Linked DNA regions of Mus musculus: all the other regions are linked to region 2. A link is a contact called in public Hi-C and HiChIP or PLAC-seq data. All regions are on one chromosome and are shown on one strand. Each heading gives the region's core, a stretch centred on a gene start, on an enhancer-like site or on the middle of the called end of the contact. The rest is flanking DNA. Distances are from core to core; before and after follow the strand shown. Region 1 overlaps Lrrc28 (leucine rich repeat containing 28). Region 2 holds the start of Lysmd4 (LysM, putative peptidoglycan-binding, domain containing 4). Region 3 overlaps Cers3 (ceramide synthase 3).

Region 1 (4,306 bases), core at 977-3,476, 370 kb after region 2:
TGTGACATGGCTCAGTGGGTGAGCCCAGGTTCTCTCAAGCCTGACAACCCGAGCTCCATCCCCAGGTTCCCCGTGGCAGACAGAACTAACTTCCTCAGGTTCTTCTCTGACCTCCGGGTGCAGGACCTCCCCAACATATGATGTGAACACATTGGTAAAATCCTTTTTTAAATGGAGAACGAAATCAGTTGTTTGCACATTTGCTCTGTAAGAAATACTAAAGGGGCCGAAAGACAAAACTCGGAACAATGGGAAAAGATTCTGAGACCTGCTTCGCGGACTGGTATACAAAGTATATTCTGAATAGTTTGTGTTCTGCTTCTGTTGGGTGAAGGATTGGCTCAGGGTGGACAACAATGGCATTCACATTTTCTGTATGCGAACTGCCAACACAGAAGATTAACATCTCCACTTACAACTGAGTTCCCTTGGTTCCTCTCAGTTCCATGATGTTCAGCTTCAGATGTTCTGCTGGCCTGCCCTTGGGGACCTAGCAATTGCTTATGTCATCACCTGCCACATTGTCATGTGCTCCAGGTGTGGACTGCCCGCCCCTGCAGCGTTCTCTCTCCCCCCCCCCTCTCCTTCCCTCTCCTTCCCTCTCCTCCCCTCCCCCCTCCCCTCCCCTCCCCTCTCTCCTCTCTCTCTCCTCTCTCTCTCCTCTCCCTCTCCCCTCTCTCCCCTCTCTCCCCTCTCTCTCCCCTCTCCCCTCTCTCCCCTCTCCCCTTTCCCCTCCCCTCCCCTCCCCTCCCCTCTCCTCTCCTCTCCTCTCCTCTCCCAAGTCTCTCCCTCCTCCTTTCTGTCCTTCTCTGTCCCACCCCACTCTCTGCCCTCATGGCTCTGCTCAAGTCTGTCTACCTGTGTGTACATGTCCACTGGTCTGCCTCTACCCTTCGTCAGGTCCTCACTCCCCTCTCTTCCCCCAACAAATCCCCTTTATACCTGATCTGTCTGTCACAGGGCATATTTACTCAGGAACATACCCTGCCATGGGCCCACCAGGTACCACCTCACCACATCATCTTTCATAATAGAGCCTATCTTGATTGTACATATACATTAATAATTGATACGTCTTCCTAACATATTATTATCTTATTATATATTGTTCTTTCCCTCTAACATTTTTGTCTTAAAGTATTTTGTCATTTCTTAAAATAGTTAACTATGAAAATCAGTGTAAATTTCTCAAAAAAAAAAAAAAGAAAAGAAAAAAAGAAAAGAAAAGAAAACCTTAAAACCTAAAAATAGTACGATCACAGGAGACTCAGGAAGATAGCTCAGTGGATCAAAGTGCTTGCTGCCAAGCCCAATGACCTGAATTAAATTCCCAAGAGTTACATGATGGAAGGAGAGCAGACTCCACACGCTGTCCTCTGACTCTGCATATGCACACATACACTCACACACTGAAAAGTACAACTTCTTTAAAAGAACTACCATCTGACAAAGTTGTACCAGTTTTGCCCAAAGTCAGGATCCCACAGAGATATGTGTTCACCCATGTACACTACTACACTACTCACACCAGCCAGGACGCCCATCCACAGGTGAGTGGACAAGGGCACACGGCACATCTGTATCACTGAATTGTGTTTAGCCACAAAGACATCCTATTATAGGAAGACGATAGAACTGGAAAACGATCCATTTCTTTGATGTAGATGTTTCTACTTAAGCTTCCACAACACCCAAAACACTAGCTGTGTACATAAATAACTCAGATTCCCACAAAGGTGTCCTAACAGATGAGTAACTCTCATTTCTACATGAAAATCAATATTCATCTGTGACTGTGAAATCTGTAGTTGTAGGGGTGAGTTTCTCAATTTCCTATATATCTTTAAAGGCTTCAAGTAAACTACAACAAGAAATATATAACAGCATTAAGCTAAAAAATCAACAATAAGGAGGAAATAGAGACTTTAAACACCTGCAAACTGGACAACAGGCTTGTAAACATCCATGAGCCAAGAAAACTGAAGAAAATCATGAAATGGCTTAGCATAAACCAAACATACAACATCAAAATTCATGAGAGGCAGCTAAAGCTTGGAAATTTTATTTTGAAATGTGTGTACAACAAAAGTGAAGTAAAAATAATATAAATTTTTATCTCAAGAGGTTACAGTAAAGACAGGCAAACCAAACACAAAGTGCAAGAAGAAAGTAACAAGTTAGAGGCGCAAAACCAATCCAGGGCATCAAACAAAACCACAGGCCAAGCCAGCAAGGACTAAAGTGGGCTCTTGAAAGGACCAGGATGACAACTGCTGGCCGGGCCTGGGCAAAGGCAGTGAGGGCGAGAATAAAAGGCAACACACAAGACCACAGGACATACGTGAACATAACTGAAAAGAACTCTACAGAATTATAGAACCACTAGAGAACATTATGTCCCAAATCAGATAATATAAATTGTTAAACCCCCAACATATCACTGGAGATAGAGGAACCCTATCTCTAAGAAGGTGAATTAGTAATGAACTATTTACAGATGGATAATGTGAAGCACATATTTAATAGCTGAATCCTAGAATTCTTTCTCTGTATGTGTCTGTCTCCTCCCCCAGCCCCACCTTCCTTGTCTTGCTTTCGACACCCTGTGAAGACTGGCCGAGCTTGCTTGAGTTAGAATTTTCACACTCACACACTCTGTATCCATTGTGATTGGCTGCTTTTGTTCAAAATCATCTTGGGAGTCAAATGTATTGCTCACTGTAACTGCCGGATCAGTTTCTTTTGTTACTACAGACATCCACGACACAAGCTTTGTGGCCTATCAGTGCTTGTTTGGCCAACACTTACGAGTCATCCCTGTTGTTACTTAGTGGAGCCTTACTGTGGCTTTAATTTGCGTGTCCTTGGTGACTAAGGAGGCTCAGCATATTAGCATATGCTTACTGGCCATCTGGGTCTCCTCTTTGGTGAAGTGCTTGTCCAAGTCTATTGACATTTTTTTTTCTTTTTAAGCTAAATTGCTGGTCTTTTCCATTTTTATTTCTAATACTTCATTATGGATAAAAGCCTTTTGTCAGTTACATCTATTGCAAGTATCTTCTCCCAGAGAGATCTTTAACCTTCCATTATTTAGTTACCTATGCCAGAGCTCCACAACTACAGCCATTGTGCCAATACTGGACCACCAGTTTTTTAATAAAGTGCTATGAGAATACAGCATATTTTCCATTAGCTCTTTCATACCATAACGATATTCTATTCAATGATAGAATAACCGGGTCAGAAACCATGTTGCCTGCACTAACTTGCCATTTATGAAGTGGGGATCTACAGCAAACATGTTTCTTAAACATTAGTGTTCATGTGATTAATTTCCTGCATCTGTGCATTGTATCCTATTTAAGAAGTGGCTTCCTTATTCTGAAGCCTAAAGAAACTTATTTGCATTAACTCAATTACCTCACTTGTGGAAAGAAGACAGTATAATTTCATTTCTTGGTGGATTTTTTAAGTGTTCTATGTGCTTGAAAAGAATCTATTCCTTTTGTATAATATGTTATGCTATGTACATTAGGTTCACCATGGAGACATGAGCTGTACTCTACCTGAGAGATATGCACCTGCTCATGTTCAAACCTTGGAAGCATAAATCATCTCCACTCTAAGTGCTGATGGGCTCTTGTTGGCTGCCCTGCCCCAGAGACGCTGTGCTGTCATCAGTCAGGACCACTTTCCACTCCCTCACCAATTACTGCACTTGCAAAACTACTTTAGTAGATTGATTTTCTGAGACAGGTTTCTCTATGTGCAATGGACTGCTCTGGAATTACTATGTAGACCAGGCTGGCCTTGAACTCAAGAGACCCAACTGCCTCTGTTTTGAGTTTAGAGGTGTAAGACACTATGTCTGGCCTTTAAGCTTTTCATGCTTTTTATCATTTTTAATTACTTGCATATGTGCAGTCTGTGTGTGGTACACTTGTGTGTGTGCACATGGCCTTGGAGTTGGATACATCCAATTCCACTGAAGCTGGAGTTAGGGTGGTAGTGAGCTGCTTGAACCAGGTCCTGGAAATCATACTCCAGCCTTCTGTAAGAGCAATACTCTTTACTCCAGTCTCAACATGAAGTTCTCAAGTAAGAAAAAGAATGAGACAACAGATGGAAAAAAGAAATTGTGGACTAGAAGAGAACCCCAAAGTTTTTCAAACACACATTCCTTTAGCTGTTGCACTGATGAGACAGGCTGACTCCATGACAGGCTTCAAATGGGCAGTTCAGGAGATTAGGGCTAAAAACCCAGGCTTCAGGCAGCTAGTCAGAAACTGCCCCATCACCTAGCCTG
Region 2 (4,409 bases), core at 1,558-4,057:
CTTTGAGTACCATGAAACAAGCTTTGACCAGTATTACAGCTTAGACCATGGCTGTTCTTTCCACAAAGTTCTTTGAGACGCTTTGCAAACAAATCCCATTCTGTGTTTCCATCTCTGACAACCGCGGGTCTGATTTCTGTTTCTATTCTCCTGCCAACCCCACGATGTCATTTAAGGAGTTTCTTTCCCTTGGCATTGTGCTTCTGAGATGTGCTTAGGCCACATTCATCATGGGCTACTTTTCATTCTGAGGGACAGTTTCTGAGGGAAAATTATCACCATCAACTTTGCCATTCATGGATTGAGTTGGTTGATTATGAATAGCCCACGAGTGTCTCTTCCTGTTCTGGTCTTCATGTCTTGGGTAAACACCAACAGAGGAATTAGCATGGCCATCTTTTCAGAGCCCCGGGTCTTTGCAGCATTCCCATGGAGCACTGATATCTTGAGGAAATAAAAAAAAATTGGATCTTGCTTAGATTTAATGGATCTGAGCGGAACAAGGGATCAGAAGGCTGTCCGGTGCCCCTTCTTGAGAAACTTGGGAGTAGACAGGGCCCTGGAGGTGTTGAATTAAGCCTTCCGAACCTGGATATAAATCCCAGATGCTGGGGCTCAGGTCAAAGGTTAGCCAGAGAAAGTTGAAGGACTGGAAAAATGGGGTGAGGGGAGACCCTGGCAATGAGGTCAACAAAGTGGGGGTGTCAAACCCCACCTTAAGAACCTTTAAATGACCACCCACAGCATACAGACAAGAATGTGGGTATGGCTCTGGGAAAACCCAGCTATTCTAAAGTAAGGACCTTCAGTCAGCCCTGACTTGCAGCAGGCAGAGAGTGAGTGGCCAAAAGAAACCTTTTGATGGCCCGTGGGAAACCTCTAAAACAGTCCAACCCAGAAGGCACCGCACTCCCCAAGGATGTCTGAAGGGATGTGACTCCAGTTGACATCCACTTAACACAGCTCACCCTGTCCAACAGGTTCCTGTCTCCAGGAACTTCCCCATCCTCAGCCCTGAGGATGACTGTGATATAAATGAATTCAAGGAGGATTAAAGGTCACCTGACAAACTTGTCGCTGTGTAGAATAAGGCTGGGCACTCTAGACGTTCCTGTTAGGGCCCAGGCTCCATCAGTTTCAGCTGCTTTGACAAAGTGCCTCAGACTCATTCCCACAGTTCCATAAAAGGAAAACCAAGTCAAGGTGGAGGCGTGGTGTAGGTCTGGGGGGGCTGGGGCTGCCATCTAGGCACACACCTCACACTGCTGTCTTCACACTTGAGTATTCTCCTCTATAGACTGGGATCTGATATAATCCCTGCTAGTCTGAAGACCAAATGTTGCTGGGATGATCCCTGGTGAGTGTTCAGCACACACAGCTCATGAGGTAAGAGGGGAAAGCTGGCTACAATGAGAAGCATAAACATTCATTTTCCACGAAAGGAATTCATATTCAGGCTTGCCATAGACTGACTTGTGTCCCCTTTCCTTCCTGTTGAAACCCTACCCTCTGAAGTGAGCTTTTAAGGTGGAGCCTTAAAGAGGGGACTGGGTCAGTGCCCTTGTGAAGGGCTTGGCTTAGACTCTTTAAAAGAAATAAAAAATTAAAAGACAAAACTTTCGACATTCCATGGCAGTTCTGCTTAGCCCTGGAGTTCAGAGCCATATTCAGAAAGCTAAATAGTTGGCCCCTGCTACCTTGCATCCTCTATCCCAGGAGAAGGCTGGACTTGGGAGGGGACAACATGTTTGACAAGGGTTGAAGGATATCCGAGTGGATACCTCTGGTGATGGGGTGGGTCTCCACTAACTTGGGATCAGATCAGTGGACCTGTTCATGTGGCTGGGCACCTGGCCCACTCTGATAGGTGGGACATAGCGTTCATACTTCTCAGGCAGCCTCATCCAAGCCTGTAAACTGTCACAAACCACAAATACCTCAGTGGGAAACACATGTGCTGGGTATATTAGCGAGGCTCACCTCCTGGGTTGGGGGGCAAAGTAAACAAATGTTTAAACAGATGTTTAAAGCCAGAAAGAAGAGTCCTGTGGCTAGCAGAGAGGGCCATGACCTGGTGCTTTCCTGGCCTTAGACATTTAGAGTAAGACTTTTAGTTTTATTCTAAATCATAGGAAGAATTTCTGGGCTCTTGTTTCAATGTTGATTCCCAGACAGGCTTAGCACCTTGGTTCAGCGGCCAGCCATCTGCATTCTTTGGTGTAATGCCTGCCCACGACACTTAGTTTCTTCCTTATTCATTGGATGAGTCTTACTCCATTAAGGATTTTAATCTTGGTTACAAAACAATGCCACAGGTTCTCCGCCCTTTTCCAAATAGCAGGGACGCTCTGGCTGGCCAGATGATACATATTCTCCTTTATCCAATTCTGGTCTGTGTTGTCAGGGCAACATTTCACATCCCTGGACTTCTGTTTATCTCTGGGCAGGGGCTGGCAACCATTCGGCCCCTCAAAGGATACTGGGTCGAAGATTCAGGTTGAGGCTACCTGGGTCAGGCCTCTCGAGTGGCGCACCGCCGTACTGGGTACGCTCCTGGCCACGGATCAGGACGCACATGGGTCAAAGGTCTCTCCTGCCGGGAAGAAGACCGAGGCTTAGCAGAAAGCTGTGGCCACCGAGGAGGCCAAGATACCTGGCTCAGAAGGGGAAACCGGGAACAGCTGGGATAAATGACATAGGAGCACAAGTCCAGGGTCCACGCTGGAGCCCCGCCCATCAGGGCCCGCCCTCATTCTGACCTCTCAGCACCTCCCGGCTCTGCCAGGGCCCGCCCTCCTCTGAAGTCATTGGTTGGCTCTTAGTCCCCGCCCCCGGAAGACCTGCTTTTTGCAGCCAATCGGCGGGCGCGGTGGCGGTGAAGCCTGGGAGCGAGGTACCCGAACCTGGAGCAGGGTCTGCTGGGTTGACTTGGGGGGCCAGGGCTTCTGGCCCTGTCACTGTGGGCTCAGTGGAGGGCTGCCAATCCAGGGCCAGTGCCTGTGTCCACAGAGGGCTGGTGCCGGCTTGCGGGAGTGGCAGGATGTGTATTCTTTGGAAAGTTGGGGCCGGGCCTGTTTAGGCCCAGGGGCGGGGACGTCTGAAATTTGTTTTGTCTCCTGCTTAATGACAGCCCACCTGTCATTGGAGGGAAACTGAGGCCTCTTTTGGCCGCCCCGGGTGCCAGGGGCTCAGAATTTGAGACCAGAGGGAGATACCTGAGGTTGGCTGTTCCCTTAAAGGGCCATGCAGAAGGGACCGCCAGGAATGCCTGGAGTCTCATTCCAGCCATTTGGAAGGGAAAGGTTGGTTGTGGCTCTGGCGTTTGACTCCAGGTGGCAATAAGGGGACCGTGGGGGTGAAATGAGTCCAGAATGACTGTGAGAAACGGACAAATTGAAATTTGATAGGTTTTTCCATTGCTCATCAATTAGGTCACGTCAGCCAGGGTCAAAATAAGAGAACTATGGTTGTTCCCAGCTTCTGTCCTTTCCCCTGAAGACACCTTGGGATGCCTAATGAGGTTTTTGTCCAAAGATTCTAAGTGTAAGATTCTCAGTGTCAGAGAGCTGAGAACAGTTGTCACCTCACACAGTGCTGAGACACAGTGGTTTCTTCTGTGGGCTAGGGGAAGCACAGCTGGGGGTGGGGAAGAAGGGTGGGGAATCTTTTTTGCACACAGTAAGCACTTAGGGAAAGTATGATCTTATTCTGTGTCAGTATCAGGTGGACAGGTGTGAGGATGTCCTTCTGTCCTGATGCTGTTTGTTTGATATTGGCAATATTAGGAAGTTACTAACGAGACAGTCCTCTTTAGGAAGCCAGAGGAAAATGAATAGCATTTGTGTGGAATTAACTCCAGGTCTGATTTTCAGTTAAGAGAAAATGAGGCAGAAGGAAGTGTTAGCCAAGAGCTTCCAAGGTCCAGCTGCTGTCTGCAGGACTCCAAACAGCCACGTTTACATGTTCAACAATGGCAGCGGGGACTCTGGGGACTCCTCTGAGGAAGAGTCACATCAGGTGGTGTTACGACCCCGGGGCAAGGAGCACCAGAAGAACAGCAGCCAACGGCCAGGAGCAGGCACCATGGTTCTGCTGCAGCGGGAGCTGGCTCAGGAAGACAGCCTCAACAAGCTGGCTCTCCAGTATGGCTGCAAAGTAAGCTGACCTCAGTCCCTCTGCCCTCCAGGGTTGAGAGAGGCACGGGGGGGGGGGAGGGGGTCCACTATAGGCGGGGGTCACTATAGGACCTTCCTGACCCCCATAGGCGACTAGAGTCCTCCCTAGCCAGGGCTGGAAGCTGGTGGAGGTACCCTTCATTCAGAACTCTGGGCTCAGGAAGGGTCAGTTAGTTGGGCACCTCAGTTCAGGGTGTGCTTGTCCTGTGTCCTCCACAGGGACACTATGAAACA
Region 3 (4,574 bases), core at 91-2,590, 410 kb before region 2:
ACACCTTTAATCCTAGCACTTGGGAGGCAGAGGCAGGCGGATTTCTGAGTTCGAGGCCAGCCTGGTCTACATAGTGAGTTCCAGGACAGCCCGGGCTATACAGAGAAACCCTGTCTTGAAAAACAAAACAAGGCAAAACAAACAAACAAAAGAGTCGCTGTGGTCGTGTTGTCTCTTCACAGTGATAAAACCCTGAGAACCAGCGTGACTAGTTTATTAATTCGTCTTAGAGCCACTTATTCTATAAAGTGAATCATGGTTCTGAGTCTATATTTCCTCCATGGACTATACCGTTTATAAAGAAATATAGGAAATCACAACTAAGAAAAAAAGATAATTTGAAATCAGAAAAACACAAAAGGGCCCAGGTGACTCTGGCTTCAATATTTTCTTTCTATGGAGAAAAACAATCTAGGGAGAGTTTGTGGCTTAGCAGACAGCCTTGGTAGCCAAAGTAGCATCTGTGACCATCAACATTGTTACTGCCCAAAGGCTGTAAGGAACACAGCACCCCAGGGCTCACCGGAACCTTTGTGGTTTGCGCATCTGTGGAGCATCCTCAACCACAGTGTGATCTAGAAAATTCCACATCACCGAAAACCAAATGTCCATTTGTGGCCAGGGTTGAAAGAACCCAATGAAATGCAGTGCAGTGCCGCTGAGGAGAAATATGAGAAGCAAGACTACAATGGTCTGTCTTTCCTGCAACCTTGTCAACTTGGATGATGAGAATTATTACAACAGAAAGGGAGGTATTTTGCTAGTAGCTTAGAACATTGACCTCTTTGCCTGAATGTGCATTTTTTTTCAATACAGTGAGAGCTAAAAGTTTGCTTTTAAAATAGCATAAAGTGCTTATTATAGTGCTCTTTGTTTCACTGCCAAGTGCGGCTTGAGACGTGGAGTCATTCACAAAGCAGCCTCCTGGGCTCCTGACATTACTGCAAAGCCACAGATTCCCAGGCATAGAGTTTAGTTACAGTGCTTCAAACACGCAGCCACAGTTTTATTGATGCTGCGGCTGCAGATGTCATTCCGGGAGAGTGAGGAAGCCCTGCGGGTAGAGATGAGTCATCGGCTAGAAGTGAGCGTTATTGTATCTGTTGCACTGATGTGTAGGGTTTCTCTGTTCCTCGGCATCAAGTTTGTTTGGGTTGTTTTGCTTGCAGACATTTTTTTGAGGAATACAGATCAGGCCTTAACTAATAGTATGTACAATTAATTAATAAAAACATAGACATTCTTGAACCAAAATGTATTAAAATTATAGCAATAATGAAGCCAGAGGTATGGCTGCTCAGATGTGATTTGTAACCCAGTGGGTAGTGAAGAAGCTTGATGTCTCAGAGTGACAGAGAGATGAGACTATACTTGTGCACTGTGCAGTGCAGGGTAGGTAAGGTGTCATATGAGCAGCAGGGGAAGGAAATGCTGTGTGAGTCTGTTCTCCAGGGCTATAACAGGTGCCCAAGACTGGGTTCCTGATAAAGGAAAGAGGTTTATTTAGTTTATGATTCTGAAGCTGAAGGTCTAAGACCAGACAGTCATAAGACCTCCACCTTCCATAGGCCACGCCCCTCAGAGGTTCTAGTGTCTCTCACCAGCAGTGCACTAAGAAGCAGCTTCCCCTGAATGATCTCCTGAGGATTCACCACAGCGAAACCATAATGATGGGAATGTTTAGCTGGAAGAGGAATGGGCTATCTTTAGCTATGTAGAAAAAAATAACAATGTTTGAAAGAAGTGTACTCTGCCTGCCACCAGCCTAAAGGATAGAACTTGAAAAAAAACATAAGTAAAAACTGCAAGGAGCACACCAAACCCCCCCCCAAAACTGTAAGAAAGAGAGAAAGAAAGGAAAGAAGAGAGGGAGAGAGAGAGAAAGAAGAGAGGGAGGGACAGAGGGAGGGGGGGAGGAGGAAGGGAAGAAAGGGAGGAAGGGAAGGAGGGAGGGAGGGAGGGAGGGAGGGAGGGAGGGAGGGAGGGAGGGAGGGAGGGAGAGAAAGAAAAACAAAGCAGGTGTACCTGCAGGTAGGCGTGGGAACCTCTTTTGCTCAGGTTGTCATAAAGAACACAGAAACTTCAGAGAGAAACTAGGCTAGACGCCCTCAAGGTCCCTTTCCATCCCAGAGGCCTTTGAAGAATGTTTTTCCAATGCAACACCCCTCCTACCTCTCAAGCCATACCACTGCACTCTGAGCCACTAGCATTTCTCTCCACACCGTGGCTGCTCTGAATCTCTCCAACCATTTCCACTCAGCAGCAAGGAGCGCTGGTGGCATGGGAGCTGGCTTCCTTAGGTGGAAAGCAGGGCCCATAGTAGATCATGAGCTAGCCATGTAGCATGCTCAGCTCACCGCTGAATGGACAAACGACTCCCTGGTTGAGCTAAGGGAACATGCATAGGCATACAGACTTCTTCCTGGCTTGGCCACAATGTAACCACTGAGATGGCCAACTCCCAACAGAGACACTTCATTCTTCACCCTATTCCCATAAACAAAACAAAACAAAACAAAACACCCTCCTGGGAGTCCTTTCTTATTTTTCCTTATTCATTCTATTTTTCCCTATTTGCATCTTCTTATTCCTGCTGAAGATAAGAGGTAAAACCTAGAAGGCACAGTGGCTTCATAGCCACTGAGTTTCTAGGACCCTAGCCCCTGCCTCCCTGAGTTTAGCCAACTGAGATCCAAGAAAGGCACCTGAGACTTAATCCATGACACTCAAAACTCCACGTGGCTACTCTACAGCACACCAGTGCCCTCGTTGAGCGGTTCACTAGAGACAGGTGCCTTCTCCTCAGACACTGATGAGTCCCTGATACCTTGAACAGTTCTTCTTAGTGACTTCCTATGGAACATGGAAGTGCATTTGAACCCATGACTTGAATCTTCATAGCAAAATGCTCTTTGTCCCACCCTCAAGGCCACTCCCACTTCAATCTGAGGTCACAGCTTGCTGGGTCTCACTCAGAGCCAACTGTACTGGTGCTAGCCACTCCCACCTGCCACCCTATTCATGCTTCTTGCTGTCCGCAGTGAGTACTGTGAGCCACACAGCGTCTAGTCTCTGGATTTTGCCAGTACATTAATGAGGAATATTTCCTCATAGAAGGAAATATGCCAAGATTTCCTCTTGTTGACACAGCTTCTTTCAGCCTTGTAGACAGAGCCTAAGACAGCATCCCCAACCTTCACCCATGGTACCTGAAAATGATGTGTATCTGGCACATGGGGTAAACTGAGGTGGGACGGACTCACCCATAGCAGAAAGGAAGGAACACAGTAGCTCTAGGTGCCCAGGATGCTGGCAGCATCCTCTAGGGCAGAGCTACCCCTGAGGCACTGGAGACCAAGTAGCTCAGCATCATCTCTACCCTTTTCATGGTCCCTGGGTGGTCATTTCTGGTATAGAATAGCTTCAAATAATGACCATTCTGTTGAAAGCCAGTAGGGAGTGAGATGTGTTTCCCATTCCCTTTTGAAAGTGGACCGGTGGACTGGGGTTGTCAAAGAACATAATTTGCCTGGCCTTAGAGGAGAGCAGGCGTACGTCTGTGTTTTCCTTATGCAGAAAGCTTGCCAATAATAGCAGCTTTGCTCCTCTGAGATGGGGAAGCAGCAGTGTCCAGCAGGAACTGTGTGGAGTGTCTGTCTGTTACAGGTCCACTGCCAAGGTGTGCAGGTCAGCAGGTGTCGAGGGACCAAAACACGTGCAGCTATGCCTCAGCTCGTCTGACGGCTGTGCCACTCACTCCAAGGCCATGGGCCAGCTCTGAAGCTGGAACCTGGCCACAGAGATTTGATACCAGTTGGAGGTAGCTGAGACAATTTCTGGAAAGCCGATGATTGCAGGGCCTCTATCAAAGTGCTTGGCTGAGTACGGCAGACTGGAGAATGAGGAGGTCTGTAAGAGGAGGACCTTGAGGGATTTGCTATGTGCAGCTGAGTGAGTGGTGGTGCCGTTTGCTGAAATATGGAAGACTCAATGAGAACATGAGAACTCGATGAGATTGATGGACAGCTGAGTGATTAGCTAGCTTAAAGTTTGAGTTTGAAGCCCACGGGACTGGTCCCTGTTATGGATATGAATTTATAAGCCATCTATACTTGAATGGTGCTTAGGTACTGTTGGGCTAGATTCATTCCTTCACTTACTCACTCACTGGACAAGTATCTGAATGCCTGCTATGGGTGTGATGGGGTCACTCAGGAGAAAATGGCAAGGGGGGAGAGGTCAGTGTGTTCTGACTGGTCTGTTCCTGTTCCCAAGCCTCCTCCTGAAGATGTGTGCATGCTTGAAGCCAACGTGTTCCCCCGGCCCCATGTTTGTGTATCATGACCACCCTTGTATGTAGGCACAGACATTGTATTTTCAAACCTTTCACAAGTGTTATTATCTAACATATAGAACCTGCCCTTTGCACATCTCCTTGTTACTCATATTGATGTACTTCCTTGTGGGCCTGGCTGCGAGCAGCTCAGCTGGAATTGCCTGGCAAATTTACAGGATGCTGTTGAAGGATGTTTCAAGACTTACGTGTGAGAGTCTTCCCTTCCTTCACACTTTTC

What was found. A called contact is a pair of places that touch in the nucleus more often than the background predicts. HiChIP or PLAC-seq counts read pairs in DNA pulled down with a chosen protein or histone mark.
Region 1: an H3K4me3 HiChIP or PLAC-seq map of stem cell-derived neural progenitor cells shows a contact between it and region 2, with 5 times the contacts expected there. The contact joins the enhancer-like site here to the promoter of Lysmd4 in region 2. A contact is called at or near these places in 20 of 39 promoter capture datasets (the 3T3-L1 cell line, the C10 cell line, the HPC-7 cell line and 13 more), 1 of 15 datasets of contacts at CTCF or cohesin (large pre-B cells), 1 of 484 Hi-C or Micro-C datasets (bone marrow-derived macrophages), 10 of 115 datasets of contacts at active chromatin or transcription factors (SST interneurons, bone marrow-derived macrophages, cardiomyocytes and 7 more) and 5 of 9 other capture datasets (adipose tissue, embryonic stem cells, liver and 2 more).
Region 3: a Hi-C map of neural stem cells shows a contact between it and region 2, with 5 times the contacts expected there. The contact joins the enhancer-like site here to the promoter of Lysmd4 in region 2. A contact is called at or near these places in 12 of 39 promoter capture datasets (the 3T3-L1 cell line, 3T3-L1-derived adipocytes, the C10 cell line and 8 more), 1 of 15 datasets of contacts at CTCF or cohesin (pro-B cells), 7 of 484 Hi-C or Micro-C datasets (B cells, bone marrow-derived macrophages, hematopoietic stem and progenitor cells and 3 more), 9 of 115 datasets of contacts at active chromatin or transcription factors (T-cell acute lymphoblastic leukemia, cardiomyocytes, craniofacial prominence and 6 more) and 2 of 9 other capture datasets (liver and macrophages).

What each region holds. Positions count from the first base shown.
Region 1 is chr7:67,586,210-67,590,515 of GRCm38.p6, forward strand. The region is part of intron 5 of Lrrc28 (leucine rich repeat containing 28); the gene reads right to left. Among named protein-coding and RNA genes, the nearest start is that of Gm23233, 18 kb to the left of the region's middle. Within about 2 kb of position 2,227, at least 13 of the 459 cell types and tissues checked have an H3K27ac peak or open chromatin away from gene starts, as enhancers often do. A contact at or near this core is called in stem cell-derived neural progenitor cells, where this site is marked.
Region 2 is chr7:67,219,737-67,224,145 of GRCm38.p6, forward strand. It overlaps Lysmd4 (LysM, putative peptidoglycan-binding, domain containing 4), which reads left to right and starts at 2,808. Exons shown (of 3, transcript NM_175215.4): 1 at 2,808-2,893; 2 at 3,873-4,155. The coding sequence starts at 3,883. It overlaps 1700112J16Rik (RIKEN cDNA 1700112J16 gene), which reads right to left and starts at 2,722. Exons shown (of 3, transcript NR_131044.1): 1 at 2,508-2,722; 2 at 1-444.
Region 3 is chr7:66,811,966-66,816,539 of GRCm38.p6, forward strand. All of the region lies in intron 10 of Cers3 (ceramide synthase 3), which reads left to right. Among named protein-coding and RNA genes, the nearest start is that of Adamts17, 25 kb to the right of the region's middle. Within about 2 kb of position 1,341, at least 51 of the 459 cell types and tissues checked have an H3K27ac peak or open chromatin away from gene starts, as enhancers often do. A contact at or near this core is called in neural stem cells, where this site is marked.